5 separate regions of the Mus musculus genome follow, and regions 2, 3, 4 and 5 are each linked to region 1. The links are chromatin contacts, called in public Micro-C and promoter capture Hi-C maps. All regions are on one chromosome and are shown on one strand. The core of a region is the stretch at or near the end of the contact, and the rest is flanking DNA. Distances in the headings are between cores, read along the strand shown.

What was found. Promoter capture Hi-C pulls out the DNA fragments that hold promoters and counts their contacts. Hi-C and Micro-C count contacts between places; a contact is called where the count stands out from the background.
Region 2: a promoter capture Hi-C map of embryonic stem cells shows a contact between it and region 1. The contact joins the promoter of Ttc22 here to the promoter of Glis1 in region 1. A contact is called at or near these places in 6 of 39 promoter capture datasets (cranial neural crest, embryonic stem cells, hippocampal neurons and 1 more) and 1 of 9 other capture datasets (embryonic stem cells).
Region 3: a Micro-C map of embryonic stem cells shows a contact between it and region 1, with 2.6 times the contacts expected there. The contact joins the promoter of Pars2 here to the promoter of Glis1 in region 1. A contact is called at or near these places in 2 of 39 promoter capture datasets (cranial neural crest and embryonic stem cells), 1 of 484 Hi-C or Micro-C datasets (embryonic stem cells) and 1 of 115 datasets of contacts at active chromatin or transcription factors (pro-B cells).
Region 4: a Micro-C map of embryonic stem cells shows a contact between it and region 1, with 3 times the contacts expected there. The contact joins the promoter of Podn here to the promoter of Glis1 in region 1. A contact is called at or near these places in 2 of 39 promoter capture datasets (embryonic stem cells and stem cell-derived epiblast-like cells) and 1 of 484 Hi-C or Micro-C datasets (embryonic stem cells).
Region 5: a contact with region 1 is called in a Micro-C map of embryonic stem cells, with 5 times the contacts expected there. The contact joins the promoter of Ssbp3 here to the promoter of Glis1 in region 1. A contact is called at or near these places in 3 of 39 promoter capture datasets (maxillary cranial neural crest, neutrophils and second pharyngeal arch cranial neural crest) and 2 of 484 Hi-C or Micro-C datasets (both in embryonic stem cells).

What each region holds. Positions count from the first base shown.
Region 1 is chr4:107,433,452-107,436,006 of GRCm38.p6, forward strand. It overlaps Glis1 (GLIS family zinc finger 1), which reads left to right and starts at 1,268. Exons shown (of 11, transcript NM_147221.2): 1 at 1,268-1,446; 2 at 2,189-2,486. The coding sequence starts at 2,231. Gm46866 (Holliday junction resolvase MOC1, chloroplastic-like) reads right to left here and starts at 1,804. Exons shown (of 2, transcript XM_030253946.1): 1 at 829-1,804; 2 at 326-630. The coding sequence starts at 1,614. The coding sequence ends at 982.
Region 2 is chr4:106,621,175-106,623,729 of GRCm38.p6, forward strand. Ttc22 (tetratricopeptide repeat domain 22) reads left to right here and starts at 1,275. Exons shown (of 7, transcript NM_177667.5): 1 at 1,275-1,943. The coding sequence starts at 1,377.
Region 3 is chr4:106,649,802-106,652,356 of GRCm38.p6, forward strand. Pars2 (prolyl-tRNA synthetase (mitochondrial)(putative)) reads left to right here and starts at 1,268. Exons shown (of 2, transcript NM_172272.2): 1 at 1,268-1,330.
Region 4 is chr4:108,030,663-108,033,217 of GRCm38.p6, forward strand. It overlaps Podn (podocan), which reads right to left and starts at 1,292. Exons shown (of 13, transcript NM_172874.4): 1 at 1,208-1,292.
Region 5 is chr4:106,910,180-106,912,734 of GRCm38.p6, forward strand. Ssbp3 (single-stranded DNA binding protein 3) reads left to right here and starts at 1,291. Exons shown (of 18, transcript NM_023672.2): 1 at 1,291-1,733. The coding sequence starts at 1,678.

The sequences.
Region 1 (2,555 bases), core at 18-2,517:
CTGCTGTTTCTAAGTCTCCAAACAAATAAGGTATAGGAAATTAAATCTTTTTTTAAAAAACTTTTTTTTTTCTTCCGAGACAGGGTTTCTCTGTATAGCCCTGGCTGTCCTGGAACTCACTTTGTAGACCAGGCTGGCCTCGAACTCAGAAATCCGCCTGCTGGGATTAAAGGCGTGTGCCAGCATGCCTGGCAAATCTTAACTTTTTGTGACTGGAAAAAAAAAATCTTTGTTTTGTTAAGATGCTGGGAAACTGCTTGGGTTGTCTTCCTGTGTGGAACCCCAGTCTGTGAACCAGGCCGGTTGCAGAAACACACTTCCACAGTTTAAGACTAAGGTCCTCTATTCTCAAACATTTTGTGCATAGTGGGAGATGTTGACAGCATGCAGAGACATTTTGGGGCTACCCTAGATCCTTCAGTAGACCCCAGAAAATCGGTCAGAGACATGAACGAACACCCCATTTTGCACGCTTCAGGGATGGGGGCTGACCCATTGCTTCTAGTCACTATGAAGCCTCATCAAGGGCTCTTCCTACAGTTGAGACCCTGCTGCCTGGAGCGCGGAGGACATGGCAAGGAATGGGTACAGGAGAACGCGGAGCTCCTCTCTCGTCTGGATGAACCCTTTCTAGAAAACAACACGAAAGTAAAGTGAGAAAGTGGGCTGAGGCCTGGGTTCAGATGACAAAGGCCAGCTTTGCTATGACTTGCAGTGAAATCTGTGCCACTTGAAGTGAGCTGGTTAGAGTCTGCAAAACCAAAACAACTTGTCAAGCACTTCTGTATTTGTTACCTCCGCTTAGCAGGTACCGCCATTCCCATTTACCCGGGAGAAAACGCGACCCGGGGAGGAGCAGAATCCCGCCGGGGAGCAGAGGAAGCCGGGTTGTGCTGGCTCTGCCTTCGGCTGGCCTCCTCCTCTGGCAGCCGCAGAGTCCGGCGGCGTCCCGGCAGCCGGCGTGCAGGGCTCCGGCCGCTGTCAAAACCTCAGCCTGGGCGCGCGCCGCCCCGCCCAGGCCCCCAGGCGAGCGGCACGCCCTCGAGCCGCCATTGGCTTGGTCCGGCAGCCCCCAAGAGTCGCGGCCCGAGCGGCTGTGGGCAGCAGCGGGCCGCCCCGCCCCCGGGGTGTCGCCCCGTAGGACGCGGCGGCCGTGGCGGTGGCGGCGGCGGCTGCGGGGGCTGCGGCGCCAGAGGAGGCGCGCCGTGCTGTGTGCCCCGCGAGCCGCTGCGCCCGCGGCGAGGTGAGAAGGGGCGCGGCCGGCGCCGGGGACCCAGTGGCGTCCGAATCCGGGAGCTCTGGGGTGGCGCGGGGCTCGCCGAGGGGCGAGGCGAATTTGGGGGCCCTGAGGCCTCGCTCTCGCGGGAATGATGCTGGAAATGATGCTGAGGCTCCGGCGTGAGACTTGCGGCTGCCGGCGGAGCGGAGTGTGAGCCGGTGAATGGGGTGTGTGGCATGGCTGGTCTCGGAGGGCGCATCGACGGGTCGCGAGTGTGCGTGCGAGCCGGCGTGCGTGGGCGACTCTGGCTGTGCGGGCTCCCGGGCGCCGGGGCTCCTGGATTTACGGCTCTCGAGTGCGCTTTGTGGGCTCGCGCAGTGGGCGTGCGCGCTCATCCTCAGCCCGGTGTCTGGCTAGTGGCGGGGCTCGCGGAAATTCTGCGTCTGCACCCGGCGGCGGTGCGTGTTCAGTGCCTGGGCTCTGCTCAGCCCGCCCCGGGGCACCTAGAGGTGCGCAGCCAGGGACCCATCTGAGTCTTTCCCTGCTCCCCTGTGACCCTGCTCTGGGAGTCAGGCTGCTGCCCTCTCCCTGTCCCTTTAGGGAATTCCGGACAGGAACTCCCATCCCATCCTAGTTTACTGCCCTCTCCCTGTCCCTTTAGGGAACTCCCATCCTATCCTTGGTCTTAGTTTTGCCATTCGTCTGAAGAGGGCTGACCCTGGGTGGAAGCGGATTAGGGTGGGAGGGCGCAGGGGATTCTCCGGAACGTGCGGGCCTAGGGCGACGGCAGCGAAAGCGGGACGACCACGGTGCGCGGGGTCAGGTGGCTCAGGGAATGGGGTCGGTGTGGTGACGCTAACTTTTTTTTTTTTTTTGAGATCAGGACTAAATAGAACGTGACTGCCCAAACTGTGATCTAGGGATGGAGTTTCCCGCTTTCTAAAGCTCGGTGCTTTCTTCCCTCCGCAGGAGCCTGGCGCGACCCCCAGCCGTGCGCCCCGCCCCGGCGCCATGCATTGCGAGGTGGCCGAGGCACTTTCGGACAAGAGGCCAAAGGAGGCCCCTGGTGCTCCTGGCCAGGGCCGCGGGCCTGTCAGCCTGGGAGCGCACATGGCCTTCAGGATTGCTGTGAGTGGTGGCGGCTGCGGGGACGGGAACCCGCTAGACCTGCTGCCTCGGCTACCGGTGCCACCACCACGTGCCCACGATCTCCTTCGGCCCCGGAGCCCTCGAGACTATGGTGTGTCCAAGACCGGCAGCGGGAAGGGTGAGTTCCACCGCACCAGTGTGCTGACCGCGGGCATGCTGAGGTCAGGTCTGTGGTACCGGTGTCTCT
Region 2 (2,555 bases), core at 25-2,524, 810 kb before region 1:
CGACTGCTCTTCCATAAGTCCTGAGTTCAAATCCCAGCAACCACATGGTGGCTCACAACCACCCATAATGAGATCTGATGCTCTCTTCTGGTGTGTCTGAAGACAGCTATGGTGTACTTATGTATAATAGTAAATAAATCTTTGGGCCTGAGCTAGTGGAGCCGACCAGAGCGAGCCAGAGCGAGTGGGATTGACTGGAGCAAGCAGAGGTCCTAAATTCAATTCCCAACAACCACATGAAGGCTCACAATCACCTGAACAGCTACAGTGTAATCATATACATAAAATAAATAAATCTTTTTTTTTTAATAAAAAGTTGCTAAAGTCATAGTTTCTTCAAATTCACTAACCAGCTCTATTTTCTCTAGTGAAAATGCTGGCCTCCTTCCAACGAGGTTGAGGCAAGGGAGGCAAGAGCCCAGCCTCAGGATAAGTGAGGAAGAGTCCAAGGTCCAGACATTCCGGAAAGCCTAGTCTACAGGGGACTCTGCTTTATCACACAGGGCACCCCAGTTCAACCTGCACACTAGAAGCCAGGTGGGCCCCTGAGGGAGACAGCATAGAGCAAGAAGACAGCAGTCTCAGAGCAGGGAGCAGGACCGGCTGGACACTGATCCAGATGAGTGAAGCCCAGGCATACCCAGGGCAGGCATTCATTGGTTTTACCTAGGTATCTCCTGGTCCCTCACAGGGAACTGCGTCCTGTCACAGAGGAGGAAAGCGGAAGTATAAGGGGTAGTGCTTTTTATTAGGGATGGAGAAACAGAAGTAGAACCTAGCACCTAGGCACCTTAGTTTTTGCTGTTTGGGCCCCTGCTGAGCAGAGGAGAGCCAAGATATTCAGTTGAGAGGCCAGATGCACAGACTGGAGGGGCGGTGGCCTGCTGTGTTCAGCGGAAGCGCTCTAGAATACACACACAGCTCTGGAGTGGGCAAGGCTTGCTCAGCTGGAAGGGCCTGTCCTGACAGCTCTGTGTGGAGGGTGGAGCATTGCCAATGGAGGAAGGACTTGGCCGGCCTGGGCAACCCGAGGCTCCAGGTCTCCTTGAGCTTGACCTGGTTCTGTGACCTTGGCACCTTTCTCTTCTGAACCTCTCTCTTCATCTGCTGAGTAGTCGAAATCTGCCCTTGCCACTTACTGGGTTTGTGAGCCTCCCGTTTGGCAAAGCACCACACCTGTTTTTCAGGCACACCTGCTTGTGCAATGCTGCTGTCTAGCAGCGAAAGCGGAAACACCTACAGGGCGAGCCCTTGGCCGGCTCTGGGTACCACCCACTTGCAAGAGGTGCCCCGGACCGCCGTGCGGGGCTCCCTCCGGGGCCGCCCCATCCACTGTCCTTGGGAGCTAGGGGAGGCCAGGGCAGTCAGGGGCAGCCATGACGGAGGCCGAGGTCGGAGCCGAGGACCTGGACACCCTTCTCGATGAACTGGACTATCTGCCCGGCCACTTCCACCTGGAGATGCAGCTCAACTTCGAGCCGCGCTCACCCGCTCAGCTGCGCGCCCGGGACCTGAAGCTCCAGCGAGAGGGTCTGCGGCAGGAGCTGGAGCTGGTGGCCACCCCGCAGCTGCCTGCCGTGCGTCACCTCTTGGGAACCTTTTCCTTCTACCTGGAGGAGCTGGGTGATGCCCGCGAGCATTTCCTGGAAGTGGCCCGCAAAGACCCTGGCAACCTCAACGCCTGGGCCAATCTGGCACACGTCTACGGGCAGCTGGGCCAGGAAGAAGAGGAGGAGGCGTCCGCCGGGCGACTGGCCAGCCTCATGGGCCTGGAAGGGGACCCCGAGGATGCTGGAGACCCCAGGCTCCGCGCTGCCCGCTGCCTGGCGGAGCAGGGATATGCGCATGGCTTCGACGTGGGCTGTGCCAGTCCAGAGGAGCGCGCGCAGGTGCTGGAGGCGGGCATCGCCCTCTACGACAAAGCGCTGGGCTATGGTCAGCAGGTGGGTGCTGGAAGGACTGTGGTCATTCATTTCCTTTGCTGGGGTGCCCGCCACCATTCCCGCCCCAGGTCACCCGGTAGCTTTGCGTTCCTGGGTGCTGCCCACCTAGCTTTCTGTTTCAGCACCAAGACAAATCCTCCAATCAGGCTAACACATCCCTTCTCCCTCCTCTGCCAACAAGTAAGAGGTACAATCAGACACCAAAACTTGACAGATTGTTCTTCCTCCTTTCTCCCCTCATCCACCTATCCTTCTAAACCCCAATTTTGCCACTGCCTCAGCTTATACGAGCTTTCTCTGGCAGCCCAGCCTCTGAAGTGTCCTGCCTGGCTTTGTGGTCACTCTCCAGCTCTGCTCTCCTGTGCCAGCGTTTCACTCAGCAGATATACAGTTGCTGCATCTCACTGGCTACATCCTCAACTCAGCCTCCCCTCCTCCTGCTGGCAGAATGACTTAGGCTTGAGTGACATCCAAGGCCCTCCGTCCTCTATCCAGGCTTTCACTACACCCCACATCCACTCCGTTTACAGTGGGTGGGCTCCACATAGCTCTCTTCCTTCCTGTGTCTTACCCGGGGTACCTCCTGGTCCTGTGGCCTGCATAGCCCCCAGT
Region 3 (2,555 bases), core at 18-2,517, 780 kb before region 1:
GAACAAGCCAGTAAGCGGTATTTCTCAGTGGTGTTTGCTTCAATTCCTGTCTCCAGGTTCCTGTCCTGAGACTTGACTCCTCGCTACCCACCCCCACCCCAGGGATGGACGGTAACTCATAAGCTAAAACAAACCCTTTCCTCCCCAAGTTGCTTTTGGTTGTTATCTTTCTCACAGCCACTGAAAGCAGACTAAGACACTTGGTCGGCTGAAGTTTGACTGTGTCAGCTTACAGGCCATCACTTCTAACATGAATGTTGGGAGCTGTTTTCCCCATTCTCTGCTTCCCCACAGCTGCAGCAGTAGCGTGTACTATGTAATTATTCATAAACTATTTTGTGAGGGCTGGGGAGACAGCTCATCAGGTAAAGTGGGTGCCATGAAACATGAAGAGGGGGTTCAGAGCCTCAGTGTATAAGGTAGAGATGGATGAGAAACACCTATGAAAGCTTTGGGCCTTCACACACTAGTTCACACGTGTATATGTGTTCCTACACACATACAAACATACCACATAACACACTTATGTAAACCATGTACATATACATCTTGTAAATGAAGAAAAGACCCAGCCTCATTGTATGTGTGTGTGAGTTTGTGTGGGAGTGGAGGTGGGTATCCTCAGTGGTCAGAAGGTTTTGGAGTTCCCTGGAGCTGGCGTTTCAGTGATTGTGGGTGCTGAGAACCGAACACTGGTTCTCTGAAGCACAGCAGTGGTTGTTAACCAGCACAGCAACGAATGTTTCAAGTCGCATCTTCAAGACTCAGGGACACTCGCCTTTGAGAAGCCACATCCGTGCTCTCCAGTTCCCCTGGTGCTTTTAAGCCTAGTGCTTCAGCCTATATTAAAATGTCTTTATTAAACCCCATCTCTGCTTCATAAAATTTTTTAAAAAGACTTCCTTGGCTATTGTAATACAGGTGACCTTATGCAAGTGTTTCATAGTTTTAAACTCATTTAAATTGTGGCTTGTTCAATCATAGCGTAGATTTGAAACATAGCTATTGTCAATGAACCTGCTCTCCACATAGACCGGGCCTAGCAGTGGGCGGTAAAAACAGGACTCAAATCCTTTAAAGTAAGGTTTGATCATAGAGTTGAACCTTGCTAATTCCTAGAGGGCACTTCCGGAATCTTGGCGGGAGAGCGAGGCTCTTTGGTTTGCTTTCCGGAAAACCTCTCCAGCCTCTCTCCAGAGCGTGGGACCGGAGCATCCCGCCCCCTCCCGTGAGTGCGGCTTTCCGATTGGTGAGAAACACAGGGGGCGAGGCTCCGGCCATGTCGGCGCAGGCGCACTGGCTTTGCGTGACTGAAGAGCGCCCGACTCAGGTATTGAGTTGCTGCTGGTGAGCATCGGTGGCCGCTGGACTTGGAGGGTGGCTAGGAAGGGCCCAGCGAATCTAGGGACAGTTTCTGGGCACGCGCACCCACGATCTGGTGTCTGCTGTCTCGCGTGCATCCTCTCAGTCGCCACAGGCTATTGGATAGTCGTGTGCTCGGTTGCAGTTCACCTTTCCCCATCTCCACCCCCGCTGTTTGAGAGCAACACTTCCGCCCTAGTTATCCTTGCGTGGCCCTTACTTAGAGGCACAGAGTTCCTAAAAGGGCCCATTTTGGACCGGTCCCGGGGATGACCTGGTGGCTCAGCCGCCTTAGGGTTCTAAAGAGGAATGAAGTGACCGCAGTACGCTCACTCCTCGTAAAGGCCAAGATAGAGCAGGGGTTGGAAGTTTCATCGCTGTTGTATGCTGCGCTGACGTTGGTGGTATTTGGAGGCAAATTCCCGCAATCCAGAATGGCCATGGGCCTTTTGATGTCACCTGACACAAATCAGAGCCTATGACCCTATGATCCATCTCAGAGCCTATGAATTGGGCATCATAATACACAAACCTTTAGGGCACTAGGCATTGCAAGCACACTGTGTGCAGTTTTCCTGACTGGATCGTGTGTGTGTTCATGTACTGTGTACCTGAAATAGGGCGAAGGCAGGGAAAAGGCCTCTTACAGGTGAGATCTGCGGTACACTCGAAAGGCAGCAAGAAACTGTCATTACCAATGCCTGTGTTAAGTTGAAAGTGTAAGGAATGCAAGGAGGCCAGTAGAGACTGTTTTAACAGTCACGGATGATGGTATCTTGAACTGAGGTGCAGGCTGGTCAGGTGGAGCAGGCTGGGCCAGAGGACTAAAAACTGTGACAGTACTGTGGAGCAGAGTAGATGAGGGCAGGTTTCTGGTTTGGCCAGAGGGTGCTTTGCAGGGTGATACTCAGATCTGCAGGGGCACCATTGTCTGAAGAGATTCTGCCTCACTAAGTTTCAAATAGCGTGTACTATGTTCTCCAAAGATGGGAGAATATATAGGTCAGAAATTCAACAGTTTGGACAGTGAAGATGCAAACTGACCAGGAATGTGTGGTGGGTGAGAGGAGCAGTTAAAACAATATTGACTTTTTTGTTGCGGCAGATTTTCATTTCCTCCGATGTCCTGGAACTCAGATGTGCAAACCTAGCTGATTCTCTTACCTCTGGCTCCCAAGTGCTGGGATTACAAA
Region 4 (2,555 bases), core at 42-2,541, 600 kb after region 1:
GACTCTGACATCTGACACTTCTTACCTTACACACCGAAGACTGGGCCAAGGGCTCCGAGAGTGTACGGAAGGGGGCAGAAGCCCCAGACCAGTCATTGATGACTTTTTCCAGAGCAGCCCGGGCCCTTCCCAGTGGTGTTCGCCCTGTGAGCCCGGGATCTGGTCATTTGGGCTTTTCCAGGGCAAAAGGGAGAGGTGGAGAAGGAAAGGCCTACCCAGGGGTCTGCCCAGCAGACCAGGTGCCTCTTCGTGCCAGGCAGAGCGCGGTTGCACCTCCCCCAGCAGACATGCAGGCTGCTAATGCTCATCCTCCTGCCACCTCTTGCACACCTGCATCCTAGCCTGGGCGACAGCCCTCCCTGCACGCCTTCTTCAGCAGCAGCTGCCTCCCAACCCGGGGCCCCAGCACTGGAATCCCAAGCCGACCCCACCCCCTTCTTCCACCTGACTGCAGGTCAGCTATTCCAACTCACCCATCCCGGTCCACCCCAACCCCCACCCTGCACCAGGCTGATAGTGGTTCTGAGACCCACACAACCTGGGGACGACCGTGCTCCTTGCCCTGTCCCTTTCTGTGTTCCGCTGGAAGCAGCTGCCTAGACGGAATGGTCGGAGTGCAGTGCCCTGTGTTAGTTAGACTGCACCTAAACTGCCGAAACCAAGTTCCGCTGCTTGACTGTGCGCCTCACCTGCCCTGGCTCCCTGGGGACTGATATCTGCCTTTCTGTGCTTGTTTCTGTATGTAAAGAGGTCGGTGTTGGACTCGGTGAAGCCCCCGACAAACTGACGTGAAAAGACGCAGGATGCCCTGGGTCCCAGTTCTCGGTGCAGAGGTTCAGGCCCCTTCCCAGTTCCACCTGCCCCCACAGTCCCTGTCACCCGCCCGTGTGCCTCCACCTCCCCTCCCCATCCGCTCGCAGATTCTTTCCAGATGTGCGCAGCGGGAGGAGCCCGAAGGCAGGGACTGAATATCGAGTAAAAAAAGGGTCCCCTGCCCCTTGCTCCGGATCCCGCAGGGGGGCCGCCACCCCATATGGAGGTGTGCCTAACCGTGCCCCTTGCGCGGGGTCCGCCCGACAGGGTGGGATACGGCGATCCTCCCCTATCGCGGCTGTGGCAGTGGGAGCACGGCGGGATGTCAGAGAGAGCTGCCCGGGCGCAGCCGGTGGCCCGTGGTCCCTCGGCTCACCGGCTGCCCGCGTCCTACCTGCCGCTGCGCGCCGCGCCGTGGGCGGAACAGGCTCGCGGGTGTCCGCTGCGCTCCGCGGGCGCCGGCTCCTGTCATTCAAGTCGAGCCGTGGGCGCAGCGAGCCAAGTTTTGTTGTGGGTTCTCTCTCCCCGCCTCTCCCCCGGCCCCCGCCCCGCGTGCATCTGCCGGACGCCGGCCTCTCCCGACACAGGCGCAGGGTCCCGCTGGGCGCCGAGAGGGAGGGCCGAGCCCACGGCGCCGGGCTTGGCGGGGGGCCCACTTCCCGGGAGCTCGCGCCGCCGCCCCGGCCGGCCGCAGCACCACGCCCCCAACACCGGGTGCCTCCAGCGCACCACCTCCGCCTGCCAGCCTGCGGGCTGGGACCGCACCCAGGCAGGCCCCCCGCACCTGAGGAGAACCGAGAGGGCTCCTTCCTTCCAGTTCCTCCGCGCTCAGCTTCTTCCTCAAGGAGTTTGCAACCTTCCCGGGCACAAGTACCTTCCCTGTTCCCTCTCCCACCCTAGGGTCCGGAGCATGGCTAATGCTGCGTCAGCCAAGACCCTTCTGGACCCCTTCCTGTCAAAATTCCTCCTTCTCCTCCCCACCATCCACCCTCACTCCACTGGCCCTGGGCCCACAACTTGGTGAACCTTGAAGGAGAGTTAAACTGGACCGGAGTCTTCAAGCACACAGGTTCTAGTCGCGGAGAAAGCAAGGGACTGAGCAGGGAGCACTCCATATTGCTCCCAGGAGCTGAAAATGGTTCCAAGCACAGGCACATTAAGTACTAGCAGCTGAAGCAACACTGTTTGGCGCCAAGGGCTTCGTGGTGGAAAGGCGGGTGAGACTGGGTTTGGGTGCTACTTGGCACCTCTGCTGTGAAACAAACCTGTCTTCTACGTGCTGTGGCCTTTGGGCAGGACCTACTTGGCTCTCGGAGAGGGATAAAGATAATAAATCAAATGTGGAACCACTTGGCCACCTAAACTGCCGAGACCCTAAAGGGCTCTGGTTAAAGTGGCTGCAGACCTTTCCCTCCTGTGCTGCCAGGCAGTCAGTTTATATCTCCATGCATTAGTCTCTAGTCCTTACAGCCCTGCAAAGGAAGATTATTTCCCCATCTAATAAGTAAGGATGTGGCCTGTGCTTGGCTGCGTAACTAACATCATCATTCGGAGCTGGGGTTCTGGCCCATCTACCCATTGCAAAAGTCGTCTGTGATGCAAACAGGCAGGTAGGTAGGGATAGAGCCTGTGTTTGAACCCACAGCCATCTGTTTCCATTACCCATCACTGAAGAACTTAACACGAATGGGAAAGGGAAATATTTTGCCTTCTTTGGCCTCAAATTCCAATCTTCTCTGAGC
Region 5 (2,555 bases), core at 41-2,540, 520 kb before region 1:
GTTCTGAGTTTTCCTACTTAAAACGTGTTTTCCCCAGGACACTGACCTATCCTTTAATTGTTTGGTGTGAGGCATGTTAGGGGGAGGGGCGTTACTTGTTTATTGGAACAGCGCAGTTAAAAAAAAAAAAAATCAACCTAGGCTAACAGTTTCAAGGCTCCCCTAAAGATGTATCCAAACAGGCAGCCAATCAGCGCTTACACAGCTTTTCTGCTTGACTCTTTTAAAGAGACAGTGCCGACAATGTTTTATCACATTTAAAGAGAACCGCGCTCTAAAAACAGTATGAAAATGGGGAGCCATCCCTTATCTCACCAGTTTTTGATTTGGAGACTCCAATGAGAATACACTGCAGGTTTTTGGGTTCCTCGAGTGGACAGAAAGGAGTCGTGAGCAAAAAGCTTGGTCACTCTGCCAACCCCCCATTTCCCATTGTACACCTGGGTCATTGACAATGGAAGCTTCCCCTCCCCCCACGCCCGACTCTGGTCCCCTACTCTCCAATTTAGCTCCATTTATTTGAAGTTTGAGATTTCTGCGGCGCGCATTCCGAGTCGCGAGGCGTCCAGGTGACGTCCCTCATCCAAACGGAACCCTTTCCCGTGGAAAGGCGAGAGGCTAACTTGCCAGGGCTAGCAAACCTCAGAAATTTGAGAGAAATCAACTCTCTTTCCCTCTAGTCCAAGACCTCTTTTCCCTCCTACAGCTTGCCTGGAGCACGCCAAGGGCCATTTTCGCGCGGCTCCACTTTGGGGTTTCCCAAAGTATTTTAACGATCTAGTAAAGAAGCAGCCGCGCGCTTTGGCGCCAGCTTCGGCCGCCCAGCTCCGCGTGCAGCCCTGGCCGGGGCTCGGGAGGCAGGGCTGGGCACAGGCAGCCCGGGGTGGGGCGGAGAGGGGAGCAGGGCCGGCCGGGGTCCTGGCCCGCTGAGGGTACGCTCAGCACGGGGAGGCGGGGGCGCTGGGGGCTAGGCCGACGCGGAAAGGGGCGCGCCGGGCCAGCCGGGGTCCGCGCCTGCTGTCGCAGCGCCCAGTCCCCGCCGCGCCGGCCGGGTGCTCCAGTCCACGCCCGAGCCCCTCGAGTCACCGCCCCACCCCAACGCCAAGGCTCGCCCCCCGCTCCCCCGGCCGGGGCACGAGCGGGCAGCGGCTCGCGGAGGAGGCGCAGCGGGACTGGCGCGGCCGTGCTGACAGGCGTCCCTCTCGGCCTCCAGGCCCGCCCCCGCGCGCCGATTGGCCGCCGCGGCCGTCCGTCGCGGGGCGTGGACGCCCGCCGCGCTCCTGCCGGGGCAGCCACGTTCGGTTGAGCTCCAAGTAGACCAGCGGCGGCGGCGGCGGCAGCGGCAGCGGTGCTGAAGGCGCAGAGGGCGGCGCAGGCGGAGCCGGGCGGCGGGCGCGCGGGCCGCGAGCAAGCGAGCTGCAGGCTTCGGGCGGGCGGCGGCGCAGCTCAGGCCGAGCCGGCGCGGGAGGAGTTCCAGGGCGATGGGGCCGCGGCCGGGGCTGACGCTTTGACAGCTGGAAAGAGCGCGGAGCCTGCGCCTGGGAGGGAGGGAGCGCGGCGAGCGGAGTGCGAGCGAGCGGGCGAGCGCCGGGAGGGGGCCGGGAGCAGGGCAGCTCGGGAGACCGGACGGTAGCGGCGGCGGCGGCGGCGGGCTCGGCGCCCTCTTCTCTGCAAGCCATGTTTGCCAAAGGCAAAGGCTCGGCGGTGCCCTCGGACGGGCAGGCTCGGGAAAAGTAAGCCTCTCGCGAGTGGGGCCGCGCCGCGGGTGGCGGGAGGCAGGTGGGCGCGGGGGTCGCGCCGCCTGGTGCCCCTGGGGCCCGGGTCTCTGCCCCGCGGCGGCGGCGGTGGCGTGGAGAGCCCATTGTTGGGCGCCGGCGGAGGCTGGGGCACCCTGAAGGGGCGGCAGGGCAGCGGTGGGCGAGGGTAGTTGGTAGGCGCGGGGCAGAGCGGGCGCGGGGGTCCGCGACGAGGGTGGGCGAGGTCCCACTCGGAGCCGGTGCGCTCGGCCCGCTGGGCGCGGGGCCCTTACTTTGCCCACCGAGTGCGGGCAGGGGGCGCGTGGCTTTCTGCAGCCCCGAAGGCTCCTTTTGTCCGCCCGCGGCGTGAGGAGTGCGTGCCGGGGGCTTTGTTCGCCCGGGAGCGCTCTCCCTACCCAGCCAGCGGCCTCCCCGTCAGCCCGGTGCGCTCCGGGGCGTCCGGGCTGGGCTGGGCTGGGCTGGCGGCGCCGGCCCGGCCCCAGGCTTGGGGGACAGTTGTTTGAGGGGGAGATGCTGAGGGCGGCGCTTTGCTGCCCTCTCCAGAGCGCGCCAAGTACCCGGACTGGGACCGAGTCCGTTCGGACCCCAAAGCTGGGCTAAAGCAGGGAGCTGAAGTGGGCTGGGAAAAGGAGGGTGGCTCAGGCAGGGCTCTTGTAAGGGGCTTGCGAGTTTGCGAGACCTAGGTGGGTTTAGTCCCAGTGCCACTTGGAAGTTCAAGTTTGGGGACCGGTCTCCGGCTCCCGCGGCTTGGTGCAGCTTGTCTGTGGTACCCACCCACTAGCTGTTCTGTCTGGGGTG